Linked DNA regions of Mus musculus: all the other regions are linked to region 6. A link is a contact called in public HiCAR-type, HiChIP or PLAC-seq and promoter capture Hi-C data. All regions are on one chromosome and are shown on one strand. The core of a region is the stretch at or near the end of the contact, and the rest is flanking DNA. Distances in the headings are between cores, read along the strand shown. Region 1 holds the start of Zfr2 (zinc finger RNA binding protein 2). Region 2 holds the start of Tpgs1 (tubulin polyglutamylase complex subunit 1). Region 3 holds the start of Timm13 (translocase of inner mitochondrial membrane 13). Region 4 holds the start of Oaz1 (ornithine decarboxylase antizyme 1). Region 5 holds the start of Map2k2 (mitogen-activated protein kinase kinase 2). Region 6 holds the start of Gamt (guanidinoacetate methyltransferase). Region 7 holds the start of Zbtb7a (zinc finger and BTB domain containing 7a).

Region 1 (2,700 bases), core at 127-2,626, 970 kb after region 6:
GAGCTCTGCCTAGTATGGCAAGCAAGGGTCCTGGGGAAAATGGAGACTAAGCTACAATTTGATTTAGCAGCTGAGAACTGCAGTTGATTTCCAGACGTTACCAGAAGTAAAAGAGAGCAGAGAAGGATGTCCCCAGTGTCCATAAAGAACTAATCGCCCAGACTTTGGTCCCTGAAAGTGTGAGAGAATAAATGTTTGGGGTTTAACCCCCCTCCATTCAGTTTCTTATCTTTCCTGGTAACTAATATAAGACCCCACATAGTAGTGGATCTCCAAGGTTCTTTCTGCACATCCTGTGAGCACATCAAGTTCCTTCCTGCCACAAGGCCTTTGCCTGTACTGTCAGTACTCTCGGATCTCCTACGTTCATACGAGTGTACATGTGAGTATAGGTCACATAGGCTCTCTCTTCCTGACAACAGGTTTGTTCTAGGCATTTCCCACCATGGAAATGCGTGCCTACTGTCTCACTGAGCACGAGGCTCATTCACCTGTCGGTGCGGCCATAACTCCCACCCACTTTCAGAACCTTCCATCTACCCACACTATGCCCATCACCTCCCTACTTCTTATATCTTACTTCCTGTGTCTGTCAGTCTGAGGACTCCAGGAACCTCCTGGAAGTGAGATCCTGGTCCGAGTGTCCTTTTGTGTCTGACTCATGCTGACATGCTGTCCTCAAGGGCCATCCATCCATGTTGGAATAGGTGTCTGGGTTTCCTTGCATTTTCTGGGCTATTACTCCATTTTGTGTGTTTCCTTTAGCACTGATAAATCAGTTTGCACCTTTCTAGAACACGTCAGAAGTTGGACTCTCAGAGGCAAAAGTCAAGGGCACAGGGCTTGCAATAAATAATAGGGGAAAAGATCACATGTAACTCAAGAGAAACTGCCACAGTCCCCCTGCCTTCTAGAAAGACGTGGGCTACACACCTAGAGCCTTAAGCCTTGGAGGCCACACATGCTCAGGTCAAGGATGGTCACGTGCCACCCACCCACTCTCTCAGCCTTGGAATTTCTCAAGCTTTCTCAAGAATCAGCCAGCTCTCTGCCTTGCGTCCAAGAAGAGATAAGGAAGGTGGCAGTGTACATCAGCAGGTGATGGGGCTTGCCGCCAAGCCCAACTACTGGAGTTTGATCCTTGATCCCTGGGACTCCACGTGGCGGATGGCAGGCCGGGTCTAGAACCGACTTCCCTAAGATGTCCTTTCATCATCATAGAGGCACCTGAGTTAGGCGTCCTCCGTAGGGGGCGGGGCTTGGCCGGTGGGCGGAGACAGGCTGAGGCTCTCTGGGGCTAGGGATGGCAGGTTCGAGCAGGGGCGGGGCTTGAACGAGCACGGGGCGGTGCGTCGGGGGCAAGGCCCTGACGTCACTCCCGTGGGCTCCGGGAGGACGTGGACATGGCGGCTAGCAGCTCTTCCGGCCTCGCGCAGGGCACCAACCCGTCGTCCAGGTAACGAGCCCCGTGGGCGGCGAGGCGCCCCAACCCCGCGGGACTCGGTCGTGAGTCACGGGGAGCGGGGCGGGCCCGAGGCGGGGCGACGGCCCCTGGGGTCCGCGGGAGGGCGGGGCGGGGAGTCCGGGGAGTGACAGGCAGGGTGGGGGCGGGGACCCCGTGGGGATAGGGCTAGCCTAGGAGGGACCGACCTGGATGGGTAGGGTGGGGACCGAGGATGGAGGACAGAGTTGGGGGAGGGGACTGACCTCAGAGAGGACCTGAGACCTTGGGGAACCTTCCAAGCGGGAATAGGGTGGGGTGTTCTGGCCCCTGATGGATAGAATTGGAGTTTTTGGTGTCTGATGTATGGGGGAATCCTCCAGGCAGGGATGGAGTCAGAGTTCTGGTTCCTGATGGATGGAGGACCCTCGAGACGGGGATGGAGTCTGGGGTTCTGATGTCTAGTGGATGGGGGACCCTCCAGATGGGCCTGAATTGGGGGTTCTAATCCCTGATGAATGGGGGACCCTCCAGGTGAGTATGGATTGGGGGTTCTGGTGTCTGACAGATGGGTTACCCTCTAGACAGGGATGAATTTGGGTTCAGTCCCTGATGGATGGGGGGCTCTCCAGACGAGGATGGGGTCTGGGGTTCTGTGTCTAATGGATGGGGGGCTAAGCTAGGCAGGGTAAAGTGAGCCTCTGGTCTTTGGAAGTCAGTAAAGCACAGGCAAGTGGCACAGGCTTCCAATCCAATCTTTGAAGAGAGAAGCTGAGGCAGTGTGTGTGTGTCTAAGTTCAGGGCTAGCCTGAGCTACAGTGAGTATGAGGCCAGGCTGAAGAACTAAAGGAGATGTTGTCTCTAAATAAAAGGCCACATGAATAATGTCCGTGCCAAGTGGAGAGAAGGCGCTTGGCTGTGTGTGAGGAGTTGGGGGCTGACGGCTGGGGACGAGTGTCCTCTTCACTCAGTGGCTTGGTTAGGGTTACAGTTGCAGTGATAACACACCCGGGCCAAGAGCTGGTGAGAGGGTCACTGTGGGGACCAGAGTTCCAGGTCTGTAAGTCAGGCAAGTCCACTGCCGTAGCACAACACACACAAATATACAAATGATGAAAAGAAAAAAAAAAAGAAAAGAAAACGCTCCAGTCAACAGCAAGCTGGGAGGAAAGGATTTGCGTGACTCACACTTCCAGATCACCATGACAGGAGCTCACACAGGGCAGGAACCTGGAGGCAGAGCTGATGCAGAGTCCATG
Region 2 (2,700 bases), core at 149-2,648, 590 kb before region 6:
AAACAAAAGCTTCCCTTTAAGTAGATTCATTCTTCCATGCTGTCTTTGAGTATGTCTGGTTGGGTGGCTGTTTTCTACCCAAGTAGAGGCTGGCTAGTTAAGTCCACTTTTAAACTGTAAGGGCCTATGTATGTTCCCTCTGTGGAGCCCACAGGCACTGGGACTGATGGCAGCCTTTCTCTTCCTACTCTTTCAGCCTCCACCGTCGTCCTATGGATTGGCAGCTTGGTGCTGGGGCTGCTTGCACTGGTCTTCCTTGCCTACCGCCTGTGGAAATGCTACCGGCCAGGTCCTCGCCCAGACACTAGCTCATGTACACACCTATGAAGCTCCATTATGCCAGACTAAAGGAGGCAGAGAGTGACCAGCTGCAGGATTTGGGGCATCAAGATGATAGTGTGGCCTCTTTCCTTGGTGGTCAGCACATCTATAAGTTTCTCCTGACTTCTGGGCTTTTCTGCCTGCTGGCCCAGAGCTAAATAAAAGCCCCGTATCTAGCCACTGGCATATTCTTTCGTACTGTGAATAGGAAGGCTTTGTACATCACCTATCCCTACAGCCAGAGTCCCTGGAGACAGTCACACATCCCAGTTTTCTTTGGTAGGTCGAGCAACAGGATACTAGGCTGGGAAATGCCTGCATTTAACAAGAGTAACTAAGGAGATATCCAGTGGCTTAGAAAAAGTACTTGGGGGGTAACCTGGGAAAACACGAAGAGCGGTATGGATGCCAGACAAGGGAATAAAAAGTATGTCAGTAGATAAAGAGCCAAAGATAACACAGAAAAGGGACATGCGAGGATACTAGAAAGCCACAGCAGTTCAGAATTGCAAAGAGAGCACCCCCCTCTGGTGGTCAGAAATGGTAACAGTCTGGGAAAGGAAGGAATCTGGTGACAACTCCGCTCAGGCACCTTAACGCTCGGAAGGAGACTAAGTGAGGCCAAAAACCCGGGAGAGCCCAGGCCGAGTCTGGGAGCAAACGCAGAAAACGGTTTGAACTCCGCTTTCAGCCCTAGATTCCTGGTGAGCTTTGCGGGGTTTATCTGGTACCCAGGGTGCCTGGTTGCTAGGAGACCATGCTTAGGAAGACTTGCCCACTACCAAGATGGCAAGGTATCGCGCTTCAAGCCAGAAACCAAGCCCTTCCTGGGGGACCATTTTGAAGTCTGGCAAGCTCACAATTCCAGACCGAAGCTAGAAGATGCAGTCATGGAGTAGCAGGAAAACGCACACAGAGAAAGCCAGGGGCACAGGGGGAAAAGGTCGCTTGCGCTTGTTACTATCGAGATTCTCAGAGAGGGGGGCCGCTGCCTCTGCCCTTAACAAAAATGGTCGTCGAGGGAAGGCGCCTCATCGCGCCGTGAATTATGGCGGCGCTTCCGGTCCCGCTGCCCCCAACAAAGATGGCGGCAGTGGAGAAACGGCGGCCGGCAGTAGCACCAGCGGCCAATTTCCCGGACAGTGGCCGGACGTCGGTGTCTCAGGCGGCGGCGGCCGCTGAGAGCGAGGAGGACTTCCTACGGCAGCTCGGCGTGACGGAGATGCTGCGCGCAGCCCTCCTAAAGGTGCTGGAGATCCGGCCCGAGGAGCCCATCGCCTTCTTGGCGCACTACTTCGAGAACATGGGTCTACGCTCGCCGACCAACGGAGGCGCCGGGGAGCCCCCGGGCCAGCTCCTCCTGCAGCAACAGCGCCTGGGCCGCGCGCTGTGGCACCTTCGCCTGGCTCACCACTCGCAGAGGTGCGGACCGATGGCGGACGGGGGTACCAGAACTACAATTCCCGACAGGCCCCGCGCGGGAGCAACTCGCCGCCGGCGCGGGGCGTTTCCGGGAGTAGTGGTCTTTCCTCTTTTCCCGGGTCTGGTCGGCTTGAGGCAGGTTTAAGGTTCTCGGCACGCCTCGCATCGATTTCGCCTGCAGTGTGCGCGGGGTGTACTGGATATTGTGGTCCGGGTAGGAAGTGCTGGGGGTTGTAATCCATCGTCCATCTATTGCATGAGCTTCCAGGTGATTACGGCCTGGAGGAGGTTGCTTTTGAACCCGAGTCCATTTTGCCCTCGCAGCCAAGGGTTTTGGGAGGTCAAGAAGCCCAGCAAGGTAGTATAAATAGTGTGGTGCTTGTCCAGGAGATGGACAGCCTGTGTACTCAGGCCCCAGGCCCCAGACAGAAGTTCCTTAGATGCACACGCAGAGCACAGGCTGGTCTAGAGCCTGACGTGAACCCTGCAGGGAGCTCCGCAGTGGGAGTAGTTCCAGTGTAGGTGACGACTAAGGACGCTTTTTCATTGCATAGTGGATGAGGGAAGCTGATCAGTAGGGCATCATCAGCCAGGGGGTGACCAAATGCCTGAGGGTCTCAGCATGGGAGTGGCTTTCCAAAGGGTGCTTGGAGGAAGACTCAGGGAGGAGAGCAGGGGAGGGGGCCGCAAGGAGGAAGACGTTGGGCAACAGTAGCTCAGGCCTTCCCTAGGGAAGTGAAAGTCCAGAGATCATACATTTCCAGCTGAGCAGACCAGACATCTCTGCACCAGAGGGAAGGGGCTCAGTATCCAAGATGGTAGCCAAGAAGGGAAGGGTGGAGCATGGCGGGCCCATGTGGCTAGAGGGGAGGGGTACAGGCACAAAGGGAGAAAACCAGCGAGAATGTAGACGGACAGTCTTCAGCTAGGACAGCATTGGGGTATGTGAGTGGGAGA
Region 3 (2,700 bases), core at 165-2,664, 640 kb after region 6:
GGCTCCTTTGGTGCTTATGTTTTGGTGGGACTGACCAAATTGACCAAATCTCATGTACCAATCCTCTTGCCTCCACACTTAACCCACCCTCAAGTGCTGGGCAGACAGGTGTGCACCACACTTGGTTTATTCAGAGTTAAGGTCAGCACCCTGGGCCTCATGCATGATAGGTGAAGGCTACATGAAGCCTTGCTTCTTAACCTCGGCTGGTCTCCCCGGGATGACCAAACACCTGAGATCATGCTCCGAATTCCCTGAGAGCCAGCAGCCCACTGACCCCAAGGGGAAAGATACCCTGGGAGGTCTGGGCCTACTCAGGGGAAGGGACCTGAAGCAGTGAGGTGACACGCCTGCTTTACTGCCCCAGCAGCGATTTATTGGCCTGCTCTCCTGAGGTCACAGGTCAGTGGGGCCAGCCAGATCCCTGTGCTCTGTCGGGTCCTCACTCTCTTCTGAGATTGAGCTGGACGCAGCAACCCAGGGGAGAGGCCTCGATCCCCAAGCCCTCCATGCTGCCAGACTTCAGGGCGGCTAGGAGGAGACACCCTAACTGGCAGGGAAAACAGTTCAGACCATAAGCACGGTGTCCCGAGGCACAGGTCCCGGTCACATGTTGGCTCGTTCCCGCTGCAGTCGAGAGTTGTAGGCGCGGGACACGGTATTCCAGGCGTCCATGTAGCGGTCCATGCACATGGCGATGCATTTCTGCAAAGCGTGGAGGGGGATCCCTGACTGACGGTCACACGACCCGAGGATCACCCATGAAGGCTGCACCGATCTAGGCACAGAAGCCGGGTCCTCACCCCGCGCACGCGCACAACTTCCTCAGTAGCTAAGGCTAGAGGCCGCGCACGCGCACATCTCTCAACCTCCTAGACGCTCCTGACCCCGCGCCCCTCACCACCCCGGGTTCCCGAGATGTCTCACCTGCTCCGAGTTATCCAAGGAGCCCCCGGGCTTCCCGATGCACTTCCGGAAACACTTGTCCGTCATTCTCTGTGGACACACGCGAGGTCTCAGCGGGGACTCACCCGGGGAACCCCGCCACCAACCCCGGCGCGCCCCGCACCTGGAGCAGCTCCTGCGCGTTGGCCACGGCGATCTGCACTTTCACCTGCTCCATAATGGCCCCCGGGTCCAGCTTCCCGCCACCCGTGCCGCCAAAATCCGAGCCGAAGCCGCTGTCCATGGCTGCTCAGTCAACCGGGCCACGGTCGCGCACACCGACCATACGCCCCGGAAGCCAAGCCGGGGCACCACGGGAAACAGAGGCTGAGTCGATTCCCACAAGGCAGCGCGCGTCGTCAGCAGTCTGACAAAGCTGCGGCCTGAGTCACCATGGAAACAAGTTAAACTACACCTCCCACAAACCCGTGCGCGCCGTGCACTCTGACCTCGGAGGCTCTATGGGAAACTGCAAACTCCTGCTCCCACAAGGCTGTGCGCGCCGTCCCTAAGCACTGTCCTTTGGCTTCTAGAAAGGAAGGAAACCCGAACCACAATTCCCAGAAGGCTGTGCAACTTCCCGCGTGAGCCCACTGACTTTTGACGCCCTGGCAAGGGCTGGACCAGGGTCATTTTGTCCTGGACCTCCCCGCTGCGCATGCGTACAATATAAAATCCTCGCTGCTTTTTTTTTTTTTTTTTAATATGTTTTTTTTTTAAAGTTATACGGATGGTTGTGAGCCACCATGTGGTTGCTGGTATTTGAACTTCGGACCTTCGGAAGAGCAGTCCGGTGCTCTTACCCACTGAGCCATCTTACCAGCCTGCTGCTCCTATCTTAATCTGAAGATCTACTCTGAGGCTGCAGTTAAAGTCAATGTTTATTTGAGTATACAAAAGTTTCCAGTTGTAAAATGTATATTACAAATCATAGGCGTAAAAGAAAAGGTGGAACACACGTTTGGCATGCATCTTATAAAAGAAACAATCTGTAGAGCTGAGCGATGTGCGCAGTGCCGGCGGCTCCCCAGCAGCAGTGCCACTCCGGTAACCATCTCACCTAGCCAGGGCCAGAAACAGACCCCTGAGGACCTGCAGATTACTCTAGACCTGCTCCTCAAATACAAGGAAGCTAGCTCCAGTGCAGAGTACACCTGCCCTGTGGGCAAGGCAGCAGAGCTGCGCAGTGACTGCAGCCAGCCATAACTATCCAGGATCCAACGCCGGTCACAAAGAAAACGGAGGTATCTAGAAGCAGGAGGTGGCTGGTGGGTTCTGGAGGTTGGTGGCAGTGGTGGCATCCTGTGGCCAAGAGCTCTTGCCTTGGGGGAAGACTAGGCCTGGACTCTTCCTACCATCAGCTGTGCCAGGAGAGAGAAAGAACTCGCCCTAGCTCAGTAAAGGAAGCTGCCAGTTGTGGCAGCTCCAGGCCTGAACCCCCAGAGCATCATCCCAGTGAGCTGCGTTACTGACCGATGTAAAAAAATAAATATTCTTTAAAAAAATACCATGTGTCAGTGGTGGGGAGGTGACAGGTGAAACTGGCTGGCTCCTGGCACTAAGTTGCAGGGAAGCAAGTTTCCAGGCCTTGCCATCGAGGTGGGGCACAGAGGGGCCACACAGTATTCATACAGGAGAGGCCAGGAGCATAGCTAGTGTGGCCACACTCATGTGAGCAGTCACTGGCTGGGAACCTGCAGCCTTTGCTCCTGAAGGCACAACGCCCACGGTTTGCCTGTCCCCTTCAGTCTTAGG
Region 4 (2,700 bases), core at 65-2,564, 570 kb after region 6:
CCCTCTTCTGGTCTGTGTCTGAAGACCAGAAACAACAACAGTGTACTCATATAAATAAAATAAGTAAATCTTGAGAGAGAGAGAGAGAGAGAGAGAGAGAGAGAGAGAGAGAGAGAGAGAGAGAGAGAGAGAGAGAGAGAGAGAGAGAGAAAGAGCAGGGTGTGGTGCCACAGGCCTTTAATCCCAACACTCAGCTGGCAGAGTCAGGCAGATCTCTGAGTTTGAGGGTAGCTTAGTTTATAGAGTAAGTTCCAGGACATCCAGGGCTACACAGAAAAGCCCTGTCTCAAAAACAAAACATACAAAACAAAACAAAACAACAACAACAAAAAACCCATAAAGAGAAAAAGAATACGAAATTCTTTAAGAATAAATTGTAAGCAGGGCAGTGATGGCGCACGCCTTTGATCCCAGCACTTGGGAGGCAGAGGCAGGCAAACAGAGAAACCCTGTCTCAAAAAACAAAAATCAAAATACAACAACAAAAAAGCGGCGGCGGCGGGGGAGGGGGGGTTGGGATGAAGGAAACCTTCAAGCTGAGTCTATGAGAAAAGTTGTTTAAATTCCAATTTGACATAAAATACTTCTCTAGATTGGGATACTTAACTTTTGACAGATTTTCTTTTAAATAGCAAGTTGCTTTTAAAACAAAGAGTCCCAATCTATTACCCATTATTACAAGGTCATTAGAATAATTTTGCCGCGTGGGGGATGGGCACCAAGCAAACCGCCTAGGTCAGCCTCAGGTACCCTTGACAGTTATGTCCTGACAGTCTTCCCGGAGCGGGGCGTCCCATGAGTGGGACCATAATGGTTAAGATGGAAAGGATGACAGATGACAAAACTGAAGGGCCACAGGTACTAGAGGAGGCGCAGAGTCCTAGCCTTGAGGCCTGGGCTAGATGGGGGTTTACGTCCTGGAGGCGACTACAGAAGCCCCGCCTCCGCCTCACGTCATAAAGCCTCGAGGGCGGGCTTGTCAGAACTCCAACCAATCCTCAAAGGGGCCAATACGTCCGTTTTTCTACATTGACCGATCAGAGCCTTGTAGGGGCGGGACGCGTCTGGCTTTTCTGTCTTCCCTCCCACAGAGTGACGCAAACACGCGGGGCCGGGATTCTCCTATCGCCAACTAATCATCAACGGAAACCTTCTGTCTGTCTTTTTACTCTCGCCAATCAGAAGCCGGAGTAGGTGGGACGCATTTGGTTTTTCCTTGGGCTGCCACTGTGGCCCCACCCCGTTCCTCCGTCGCCTCACACTGCTGCGTTTACGCCTGCGTGTGGGGGCGTGGCCTGCCGTGACGACGCATATAAAAGTGGGCGTCGGCGCCGGCGCCATTTTGCGAACGGCGAGCAGCGGCGGCGGCGCGGGAAGTGCAGCGGAGGTTTTTGCTGGTTTCGGACCCCAGCGGCCGGATGGTGAAATCCTCCCTGCAGCGGATCCTCAACAGCCACTGCTTCGCCAGAGAGAAGGAAGGGGACAAACGCAGCGCCACGCTTCACGCCAGCCGCACCATGCCGCTTCTTAGTCAGCACAGCCGCGGCGGCTGCAGCAGCGAGAGGTGAGAGCCCTGCCCCCGCCGCCGCGAACCTTCCAGAAACAGCGTCCGCGTAGGCCCCAGAGGGCAGCGCAGGACGCGCAGGCCCGGAGCGGGGTCGGCCTCCGGCGCCAGATAAGTCTCGGCAGCGCGAGATCCGCCCCTTTGTGGCGGCCACAATCGCGCAGGGGGCGGGGCGGGGCGGGGCGGGGCCTGTGGAGCGGGTCGCGGACTCGGATTTGGGATTCGAGTGGAATTAGGGAGTCTCAGGTTGAGGAATAGGGTTTGGTTTGATTGGAGGACCGGGAACATTTCGCGAAAATGTAGGATTCGATTTTGGGTTCGAATCGGATTCGGGGGTTGTGAGTTGAGCCTAAGATTTGGGGAGGGATCTGAGAAGAGATTGGAGACTCGAATTTGGGGTCTGCCTCTCGGATATGTGAGCTAGTTCTAATGTCAGGTGGCGAAGTGTTTGTGGTTACCTGTAGGGCGTTTGGGTAATAAATCGTATGCTATGTAGAGGTGGGGCTCGTCCCGGTGTTTGGAGTTCTTTGCAGAATACTGGGATTTTGGGTGCTGTTGGGGAGGAATCCTATTATATTCTTGGGTACATGTTGAGGACTCATTTCTTGGTGGGAGAGTATGGGATCAGATTTGGGGTGTTGAGAAAGAAGCTTGTGTCGGTTTAGGAAGTCACAGGTGGGGAAGCTGGGATGAGGTTTAGGTTGGATTTAGTGATTGCGTGTTGAGGGCTCTAATACTTTGGAGGGATTTGGGTCAGAATTAGGACCTTGGAAGTGGTCAGGCTTGGGGGCTCACAGAGCTATGTTGGAGGACATGGAGGTGGTGTGGTGTGGTGAGTATGATGTGAGGTGACCTTAATCCCTGGTCCACTTGGCAGTTAAAAGTCTGCAGTGGGTGGGATGGAGGGTATCACTTGAAGGGTTCAGAATGGGGACTGGTTTGGGAAGGGCGTCGATATAGGTGGTAGGAACTTTGGATATAGGCTGTGCAGACACCTATAGAGTGGCAGTAGGGAAGAGAGGAGACTTGGGGTTGTCTGACTCTAGAGCATGAGTAGTTAGTGAGGTAGAACTTTGGGGTCACTGGTAGCTGCTGACCAGAGGGTAGGAAGGAGCGAGTGACCTGGTGTGAAGGGA
Region 5 (2,700 bases), core at 51-2,550, 840 kb after region 6:
CCTTGGTTGTTTTCTGAGACAGAAAATGAGACTCTTTTCTGTCTCAGAAAACAACCAAGGACTGCTCTTCCAGAGGTGTTGAGTTTAATTCCCAGCAACCACATGGTGGCTCGCAACCATCTGTAATGAGATCAGATGACCTCTTCTAGTGTGTGTTTGAAGACAGCTACAGTGTACTCATACATAAATAAGTAAATAAACCTTAAAAAAATAAAATGGTTTGTTCTCACAAAATTGTAACAAAAAAATACATTCTCAAAGTCATTGAACTGAATAAAGGCTGTAGCCAGGTGAAAGCCTGCTTGCCTCCCTGGTGGGTTTCATCTTTACCATCTGAGAGGTAAAAAAACGCGGAGAACTTCCTTGTGAGATGCTGTCACTCAGAACAAACTTCATGGCCACCGTGGGCTGCAGAGCAAGACCCTGCAAGTCTGATTTCCATGTGCCTGCTCAAGAGCCCAGAGCAGGGGTTTTACTATGTATCTGTACACTCTGAATTCCAAGAGTGTGACCCTGGACAAAGAACCAGCCCTGAGTGGTATGTCTACACAATGGAATGCTATTTGGCCAGGAAAAGGACGAGAGCCCTGCCATCCAAACCATTGTGGATGGACCTTGAGGGCAAAGGAAAAACAAGCCAGACATAAGTGACCCTAACCACAAGAAGTGTTCGGATTCACACACTGAAATGGTGACCGTCAGGGATGGGGACCAAGGGAATTTATGTATTACCCATACCCGAGCTTCAATGAAGGGCCGTGAGAAAGGTCTGTAGGGCTATGGGATTGTTGCAGAACAGTAAAACACTAGGGGTTGGGACTGGAGGATTGCAGGGAGTGGAGGTGAAGCCTGGACAACACAGTAACTTCGAGAACAGTGTGGGTGGGGTACTGAGGCTCTGTCTCAAAATAAAAACAAAAACAAACAAGCAACAAAACAAACAGCAGGAAGTAGGGCTCAGTGGGTAGCGCTCTCGCCTATAGGACACGGGGCCGCAGCAAAGCAGGAAGCAGGTAAGGTAGCTCAGGCCTACGGTCCCAGCGGCCAAATCTAGGAAAATATATGAAACTAAACAAGTCTGAGTCGACTGATGCTGGCAGGTCTGTCTCCTCGCGGTCCTGCCGTGTGTAACCCCACCCGCGTTTGAGACGCACACGCAGCCGACCCCGGGAAGCTGATCGTACAGACAGACGACTGCACCGCCGCAAACATTAAACACAGCGTCCGCCTCTGCCCTTCTACAGTAGGCCGGGGAGCCACCTCGCGCATGCGCCTCGGTTGAGGGCGGGACCTCGCAGAAAAAGATCTCGCGAGAGCTCGGCCTGCGAGCTTGTGGCCGCCCCCTGTTCCCCGACCTCCCGGCTGCGCTGCAGCGTCAGCTTCACTCGGCCTCGGCGTCGGTCTGCTCGCCCCGGCGCTCCGGGCTCGTCCGCCTTCCACCTTCTGCCCGGCCTAGGCCGCAGCCCCGGGCCCGCGTCGCGCCGCCCCCTATGGGCCCCGGCTGAGGCGTCGCCGCTGGCCGTGGAGCCCCGATGCTGGCCCGGAGGAAGCCGGTGTTACCGGCACTCACTATCAACCCTACCATCGCCGAGGGCCCGTCCCCCACCAGCGAGGGCGCCTCTGAGTGAGTAGGCGGGGCGTGTGAGGACAGGGGCGGGCCTCGGCGTGAAGGGGGCGTGACCACAAGTGGGGGTGTGGTCTGAAGGGATAGCAGCGCCCGGGAGGACAGGGGCTGGTCCTGAGAATGGTGTGGATGGAGGTGAGAGGGGCGTGGAGTTCGAGGGCTGGAACAAAGCCTGGTTGGGGGTCCGGGCATGGAGGGGGTTGTGGGGGGGGGGGTGGAGGCAGGGCCAGTTGGGTGAGTCACGTGGTGTGTCAGCTTGGCCCGGGGAAAGGGGCGTGGTCTAAGGTGAGTGGCCTGTGAGCTTAGAGGGCCGTGGCCTTTGAGGACTAGAACAAAAGCCTGGTTGGGGTCGGGGCCAGAGCAGTGAGGCTGGTGGTCTTATCAGGTTGGCCAGATGGGAGAGGGGCGTGGCCCAAGGGGAGAGCCCTGAGTCCTGTGAGCGTAGAGGGGCGGGGCCTCGGCCGGAACTTGGCTTTAGAAAAGTTGGTCTGGAGAGTAGCAGTGCCTGAGGCAGGGTAGGGATGGGGACAAGGTGCAGGGATCTGAGAGAATGGCTTTGGGAAAATCTCTGCTGTTGAAGGGGAAACAGGGGGCAAAGGGGGCGGCGTGGGTACAAGAGGGGGGCAGGTCCTGCAGGTGTTGGGACCAAGAAAGGGGAGCTAGAGAGAGGTATGACTTGGAGTAAGGAGAGGGGCCTGAAGAGAGGCAGGGCAATTGGAGACCCAAGAAAGAAGACGTCCTGAAGGTGGCCAGGAGAATCAGGGGAGCAGTGAGGCTTTCCGGGTGTGTGTGTGTGAGGTGTGGTATGGTTAGAGGAACAGAGGCCGTGCGGGGTAGCCTAGCCTAGCGCTTAAGACTGGGTACCAGGTGAGTGGAGCAGTTGAAGGCATGACTTGTCTGAGGAGGCAAGGCTGGCCTTGCAGGGGCAGAGGGAAGGAACCTGTTGGAAGAAGCAAGGGGAGGTGCAGGGGAGAGCCTGGCTTGGGGAGTACATGGTGACCTAGTGGAAAGTGGACAGTGCCCTTGGAGATGGGTGTGGGGGTAACAGACTCACTATGATGGGGTGGGATGAGCGA
Region 6 (2,700 bases), core at 58-2,557:
GGACCCCATGATCTCCCAGCCCTGAGGGTTACTCCCAGTCTGCACCCCAGCGGCAGAAGGTACCTTATGTGGCTGCCGCAGGGCCCAGTCTTGTAGACGCTGGAAGACCCCATCATTGCACTCAATAATCCAGTGTTCCTCTATGGGGGCCTGTTGCACCCTGGAGGCTGCAATGGCCATACCGAAGCCCACTTCCAAGACCCGGCCCCCTAGGAGGACAAAACATGACAGCTGGTTTGGGTGGGGGAGGGGGACTTAGATGTGAGGCCTGGCTCACACTTGCCTCAAGGCCAGCCAGCCAGCCAGCCAGCAGGACCATGTGGGTGGACAGAACAAAGTAACAGCAGAGTGTGGGCTCGGGCCAGCTGCCAATCAGAGCGGCTAGCCTGGGAGCCCAGGGCCTGGCCCCAGGGATCCCTGGACTCTGAGCCCCTGCCCACGCGATTTGTGCTCTAATCTGTGAGAAAGGGCCAAGCCTGGCTTGGAGGCTCTACACCTGCAGCCCCTCCACGTTTCATTCTGCACCTAATACCAAGTCCTCATTTGCCTTGGGTGAACTTTGAAGTCCACTCACTCACTGCCCATCTGCCCTGTTTGAAGCTGGGGTGCCTCAGACACCACCCCTTGTACAGAAGTTCAGGGCCACAGCACCGGGACAGCTGCCTCTCTGCTCAGTTTTCCCAAGCTATTCTTAGCAACAGCCCCTGGAGACTCGGAGGTTCCCGACAAGCACAAGCCTCACGCCCCTCTGCTCTTTCTCGCTCTTTCTATTAAGTTCCACTCGACTGTGGTCCGAAGACCCAGCCCCGGGAAGTAGAAATCTTCCCTGGGAGAGGAAGTTCCAGTTCGGAGCCGGGACCTCTTTCCTGCGTCCACTTTTTGCAAATACCCTTCCCTTCCCGACCAAGGTAGCCCCAAGGCAGCTCAGTGCCTCAGGCAAGGAAACTGAGACTTGCAACATGCATGGGAGCTCCTGCTCTTTTAAGCTGCAGCCTCAGTTTCCTCTGGCAGAGTACCTCTGGAGGCAGCAGCCGCCGCTAGCGCATGCATATAGGGGGTCTCCCAACGCTCCATCACTGGCTTGCCCAGGATTTGCAGGTGCGTGTCAGACGCGTCATAGGCCGCGGGGGCCGCGCGCCACGCGGGGCCGCAGTCCTCGCCGGGCGCGAAGAGCGGGCTAGCTGCAGAAGAGCTCATGGTGAGGCTGTGCAAACCAGGCCGGGAGCGCAGGGCTGCGGAGCCGCGGGGCCGGTGGAGGCGGAGTGGGGCGGTGCCTCTGCACAGAGATTAGCCTTGCACTCAAGTGGGTGGGAGCCTGAGGCGGGGGCGGGGCCTATGCGCCCTAAAGAACTCCGTGGCTGAGCCGTGTGGGCGGGGCCTACTCGCTGGGGCGGGGCTTTTCTGGGCTAGGGTGGGTCCAGTCATTAGAAGAGGGTTGGCCCTTGCTCTGGGAGGGGGTCCAGCCTGGCACTGGGCTGGGCCTGGGTGGATGGAGCTGAGGGACAGGGTGGAGCGTGCTCACGGTCGGGGCTACTCGCTGGAGCCCAAAGTAAAGTTCTGAGGGGCGGATCTACGGAATGGGATAGGTCCTGCACTGGTGGGCTGGGGAGGAGTCCAATCTTTTGCTATGGATGGGGCCAGAGCTGTGGGTTGGGACAGAATCCAGACTTCTATGAGGAATGCAGGCAGGAGCCATACAGGATGGAGCCTGTATGGTAGGACAGAGTCCAGCCTTCTGCTAGGGGCGGGGCCGGAGCAATGGGGTGGGGTCACCATTCTGCTAAGTATGAGAGACGAAACTAAGGAACGGGGCCAGCCGGCTGAGACCGTGGTGTCCAGCCTTCTGCTACGGATGAGGACAGAGCCATGGGGTAGGTGTTTATGGGATAGGATGAAATCCAAGCGTTCTGCTACTGGCGAAGCCTAGTCTTCTTTCACGGGTGGGGCCCAGCCTGGTAGAGGCAAAACAGGATCCGGGGCCTAGCTTTCCGCTAGAGCTGAGGCTGGCGCCAAGGAGGCGGGGCCTGAGGATAGGGTAATTGTGGAGTCCAGCTGAGTCCATCCTTTTACTATGAATGGGGCGGAGCCTGCGGACCTGGGCGGGGCCAAGTTATCTAGGCAGGAAGTTGGAGCCATGAGGGGTGAAGTGCCTGCGGTGCAAGGAGGGACGTTTAGAGACTACCAGTGGTCCCAGTGCCATGGAGAGTACCATATGCTGGCACGTGCACTGTTGTGGCTTCTGGAGGGGCGGGGCAAGCTCCCTGGCACCACATTTGGAATGAGGCTTGACTTTCTGCATTTGCCTGGCTGGCTCGCAAGGGTACTGGATTTACTGTTTGAAGAGGCTGTGAAACTTCCTGATCTCAGCGTGTCGTCCACGATGCTCCTCTAAGTTGATTCTTTTTTTTTTTTTTTTTTAGGTTTTTCGAGATAGGGTTTCTCTGTGTAGCCCTGGCTGTCCTGGAACTCACGCTGTAGACCAGGCTGGCCTCGAACTCAGAACTCCACCTGCCTCTGCCTCCCCAGTGCCGGGATTAAAGGCGTGCGCCACCAGGCCCGGCCCAAGTTGATTTTTTTATTTCTATTTATCCGTTTATTTAGAGACAGGAGCTCCTGACTGGCCTGGAGCTTGCTATTGAGAACAAGTTGGCCGCGAACTCACAGATTTCTGCCTGATTCTACCTCTGAACTGCTGGGATT
Region 7 (2,700 bases), core at 166-2,665, 880 kb after region 6:
AGTTTGTAAATATTATCAACAACAGAAATAACAATGAATGAAAAATAACTAAATTAAGGACCGGGCATTTGGAGGCTGACATCTCATATTGTGACAGACACACTTAAAGCTAAAGCAAGGATGGCCAGTCTCCATACGAAGGGGAACTGAAGGGGAAACTGAGGCCAGGCGCTGGTTCTAACTCCCCGCTCCGCCCCCTCCCCAGAGCCAGATCCACAGTCAGGTCGTCTGGTGGCTGTGGCGTGCTGGAACCCGAACCCAGCAGGCCTGGTGAACCGGGATGTCGCCTGTCCCCTCCTCTGCCTTCCCCTCCCTCTCCAGACCTCTCCCACGACCAGAGAGGAAGTGGGAGAGAAAAGGACAAGGGGGTGAAAAAAAAAGAAAGAAAGAAAGAAAGAAAACAGAAAACGCAGGGTTGGATTCGCACTTTCCTACTTCCCACCTCTGTCCTGCGGAGCTGTGCGGCGCCCCTGCGAGGGTCCGGGTCCACGCCCCACACCAGCCGGGCCAGCCAGCCGGCTGCGGGGAAAATTACAAGGCCTGGAAAACAACCGTCCTTCCCCGCCCCTCGCCAACCCCTTCCCCGCGCTACGCCCCTGGCACAGCCGGGTGGAGGCGACTGTTTTATGTAATCGCGGGGCGGCAGGTTTGCTGGCTGGCTGCACCGGTGAGGGCGGGACCCCCGAGCTCAGCTGACATTTCGCGGCCCTGCAAGTCTTCCCCTGGGGGGTCCCTGGTATGGCTTTGGTAATTTAAGGCGCAGATGGGGGCGGGGGTGGACGGAGACCCGACACTCTAAAGCAACCTAGCTGTACTTGCAAACTCTGGGTTCCTCGCAGTTTGAGTAAACTGAGGTTTATGTGGGGGTTAGGGGACCTGGAGCTCAAATGCAGACTCTGATCTTTTTTCTTCCTTTCCTGGGTTCTTTGCACTACTTGGGTAAACTGAGGCCAAGGATGACAGGAGCGCCGATGCAACCTCGCCGACCTTGCAACAGACCTTTTCTTCTCCTTTCGATTCCTTGCATTATTTGGGGAAACTGAGGCTCAGAGAAGGGAGATGCGGTACCATGGCAGCGCCCTGGTGGCCTTGGAGAGAGGTGTGAGGCAAGGGACCGTCACTTCCTCGCCTTCATCTCAGCTCCTTGGGCCAGAGGGCCCCTTACGCCCCGGCACCCAGTCCTCCGGGTGCGCACCGCACTCCCGCCCCCATTGCCAACCCGGTCCCGCCCCGCCCCGGGCTTCGGGGGCACAGCCCGCGCCCCCTGAACCCCGCCCTGCGCGCACAGGCCGGGGCTGTTTATCTGCGGCCCCCACCCCCTGAACCCGAGGGGCCCCTCTTGCCCGCCCCCAGCACCCTGGGGTGCTCCGGGCCGTAGATAAGCCAGCAGGCTGGCACGGCGCCGCGCACGGGGCGGAGAGGTCACGGGCTTGCCAGGGGAGGGGCCGATGGGTCGGGGCTGCGCCCCCCGCCCGCCCGGCACCCCCAAATCCCTAATCGCAGCCCGATCTGCTCTCGCGGCGCAGCCCCGCGGGACGTGGCAAGAGCCGACCTGCAGAGCCTGTTCTGGCCGCGGTGGCCGGGGGGGCGGGCTGGGCGTGGGGGTGCCGGCGCTGCGGCACCTTTAAGACGAGGGAGGACCCCTCTTGCCCTCGGACAAACCAGGAAGGGAGTCGCGAGCATCATACGGGGCTTTGCGTACTGTACGGCTACTGTAGGGGCAGTGACGCCGCCGCCCGCCCGAGCGAGGTCCGCGCCGCGGGCTGCCCCGATCGCGCGTCCTCCGGGCTCGGGTCCCCGCGAGGTAAGCTGCCCGGGCTGAAGGGGACTCCTCTCCCGGAGAGGTGGGTTTTGTTTTTCTTTTTTTTTTCCTTTCTTTCCTTTTTAATTTCCTTGCAGGGTGGGGACGCGGCCGGGGGCGCAGTGCGCACCCCGAGAGCCCGTACGGAGCGGAACGGACTGGATGGGGGATCTGGGGCGCCTCCGTAGCTCAGGGGTTCTGGAGACCAAGATTGCCCGGCCAGAGCCGAAGAGGAGTCGGGAGGCGGGGGGGCTCCGCCCGGGTCCCTCCGGGGCGAAGGGCACAAGCCCGCTCCCGATCCCTCCTCCCTACTCGGGCGGCACGGCCTCAGGGTTCCCGGCGCGCGGCCCGCGGGGGAGGGGAGCCGGGCCTCACCGAAGGCGAAGGTGGGGGCTGAGGGGTGCGTCGCGTGCTAAGTTTGCAATAGGGCCCGGGGCGCGCCGCTCCCCTTTCCGAGTGGTAGTGGGCAAGCGGGGGGCGGGGAAGGCCTATCCGGGATTGCGCGCAGACGTTGGAGTTGGCCAGGATGGAGCGCCTTGGCGGAGGGGGGGAGGGGGCTGACAAAACAGGGAGGGGGGCTTTGCAAAAAAAAAAAAAAAAAAAAAAAAAAAAAAAAAAAAAGGCCCGAGAGAGGCGGAGGGAAGGGGTGAGGGGTGGAGTGTCTGGGAGGCGGGCGCGTCGTCGCGGTTCTCCTGGGCTCTGTAGTTCTTTCGCTTATCTTCAGTGCTTGTTGTTTTGGAAGGTGGCCTTGGAGAATAAACTACAAATCCCAGAGTGCCTCGCGATAGCGGCGGGTCAGGGAGGGGCGTTGCGGAGGAGGGGCGGTGAGTGGCAGACCTGAGGGCCAATGGATACTAGAAATCGTCCGGCGCGGCGCTGCATGGGGGTGGAGCCTGCGT

The links. HiCAR-type assays count read pairs that join an accessible place to other places. HiChIP or PLAC-seq counts read pairs in DNA pulled down with a chosen protein or histone mark. Capture Hi-C pulls out chosen DNA fragments and counts their contacts.
Region 1: a contact with region 6 is called in a HiCAR-type map of astrocytes, with 3 times the contacts expected there. The contact joins the promoter of Zfr2 here to the promoter of Gamt in region 6. A contact is called at or near these places in 1 of 39 promoter capture datasets (cranial neural crest), 1 of 115 datasets of contacts at active chromatin or transcription factors (astrocytes) and 1 of 9 other capture datasets (liver).
Region 2: an HNF4G HiChIP or PLAC-seq map of pancreatic cancer cells shows a contact between it and region 6. The contact joins the promoter of Tpgs1 here to the promoter of Gamt in region 6. A contact is called at or near these places in 1 of 39 promoter capture datasets (erythroid cells) and 1 of 115 datasets of contacts at active chromatin or transcription factors (pancreatic cancer cells).
Region 3: a promoter capture Hi-C map of liver shows a contact between it and region 6, with 3 times the contacts expected there. The contact joins the promoter of Timm13 here to the promoter of Gamt in region 6. A contact is called at or near these places in 2 of 39 promoter capture datasets (liver and pre-B cells) and 1 of 9 other capture datasets (liver).
Region 4: a contact with region 6 is called in an HNF4G HiChIP or PLAC-seq map of pancreatic cancer cells. The contact joins the promoter of Oaz1 here to the promoter of Gamt in region 6. A contact is called at or near these places in 3 of 39 promoter capture datasets (cranial neural crest and liver), 1 of 115 datasets of contacts at active chromatin or transcription factors (pancreatic cancer cells) and 1 of 9 other capture datasets (adipose tissue).
Region 5: a contact with region 6 is called in a promoter capture Hi-C map of liver, with 2.8 times the contacts expected there. The contact joins the promoter of Map2k2 here to the promoter of Gamt in region 6. A contact is called at or near these places in 2 of 39 promoter capture datasets (liver and pre-B cells), 3 of 115 datasets of contacts at active chromatin or transcription factors (cardiomyocytes, large pre-B cells and pancreatic cancer cells) and 1 of 9 other capture datasets (liver).
Region 7: a promoter capture Hi-C map of liver shows a contact between it and region 6, with 3 times the contacts expected there. The contact joins the promoter of Zbtb7a here to the promoter of Gamt in region 6. A contact is called at or near these places in 2 of 484 Hi-C or Micro-C datasets (B cells and CD8 T cells), 5 of 115 datasets of contacts at active chromatin or transcription factors (bone marrow-derived macrophages, fetal liver, fibro-adipogenic progenitors and 2 more) and 2 of 9 other capture datasets (liver and macrophages).

The regions. Positions count from the first base shown.
Region 1 is chr10:81,231,787-81,234,486 of GRCm38.p6, forward strand. It overlaps Zfr2 (zinc finger RNA binding protein 2), which reads left to right and starts at 1,377. Exons shown (of 18, transcript NM_001034895.3): 1 at 1,377-1,456. The coding sequence starts at 1,404.
Region 2 is chr10:79,668,041-79,670,740 of GRCm38.p6, forward strand. It overlaps Tpgs1 (tubulin polyglutamylase complex subunit 1), which reads left to right and starts at 1,399. Exons shown (of 2, transcript NM_148934.3): 1 at 1,399-1,743. The coding sequence starts at 1,406. Madcam1 (mucosal vascular addressin cell adhesion molecule 1) reads left to right here. Exons shown (of 5, transcript NM_013591.3): 5 at 197-502. The coding sequence ends at 327.
Region 3 is chr10:80,899,555-80,902,254 of GRCm38.p6, forward strand. Timm13 (translocase of inner mitochondrial membrane 13) reads right to left here and starts at 1,415. Exons shown (of 3, transcript NM_013895.4): 1 at 1,070-1,415; 2 at 928-996; 3 at 1-705. The coding sequence starts at 1,189. The coding sequence ends at 607. Lmnb2 (lamin B2) reads right to left here. Exons shown (of 12, transcript NM_010722.5): 12 at 1,809-2,700.
Region 4 is chr10:80,825,342-80,828,041 of GRCm38.p6, forward strand. Oaz1 (ornithine decarboxylase antizyme 1) reads left to right here and starts at 1,315. Exons shown (of 5, transcript NM_008753.4): 1 at 1,315-1,564. The coding sequence starts at 1,419.
Region 5 is chr10:81,104,615-81,107,314 of GRCm38.p6, forward strand. It overlaps Map2k2 (mitogen-activated protein kinase kinase 2), which reads left to right and starts at 1,301. Exons shown (of 11, transcript NM_001347144.1): 1 at 1,301-1,624. The coding sequence starts at 1,533. It overlaps Mir5615-1 (microRNA 5615-1), which reads right to left and starts at 59; the gene lies at 1-59. It overlaps Mir5615-2 (microRNA 5615-2), which reads left to right and starts at 2; the gene lies at 2-61.
Region 6 is chr10:80,259,705-80,262,404 of GRCm38.p6, forward strand. It overlaps Gamt (guanidinoacetate methyltransferase), which reads right to left and starts at 1,308. Exons shown (of 6, transcript NM_010255.4): 1 at 1,017-1,308; 2 at 64-209. The coding sequence starts at 1,197. It also overlaps a transcript of Dazap1 not described here.
Region 7 is chr10:81,134,856-81,137,555 of GRCm38.p6, forward strand. It overlaps Zbtb7a (zinc finger and BTB domain containing 7a), which reads left to right and starts at 1,416. Exons shown (of 3, transcript NM_010731.3): 1 at 1,416-1,844.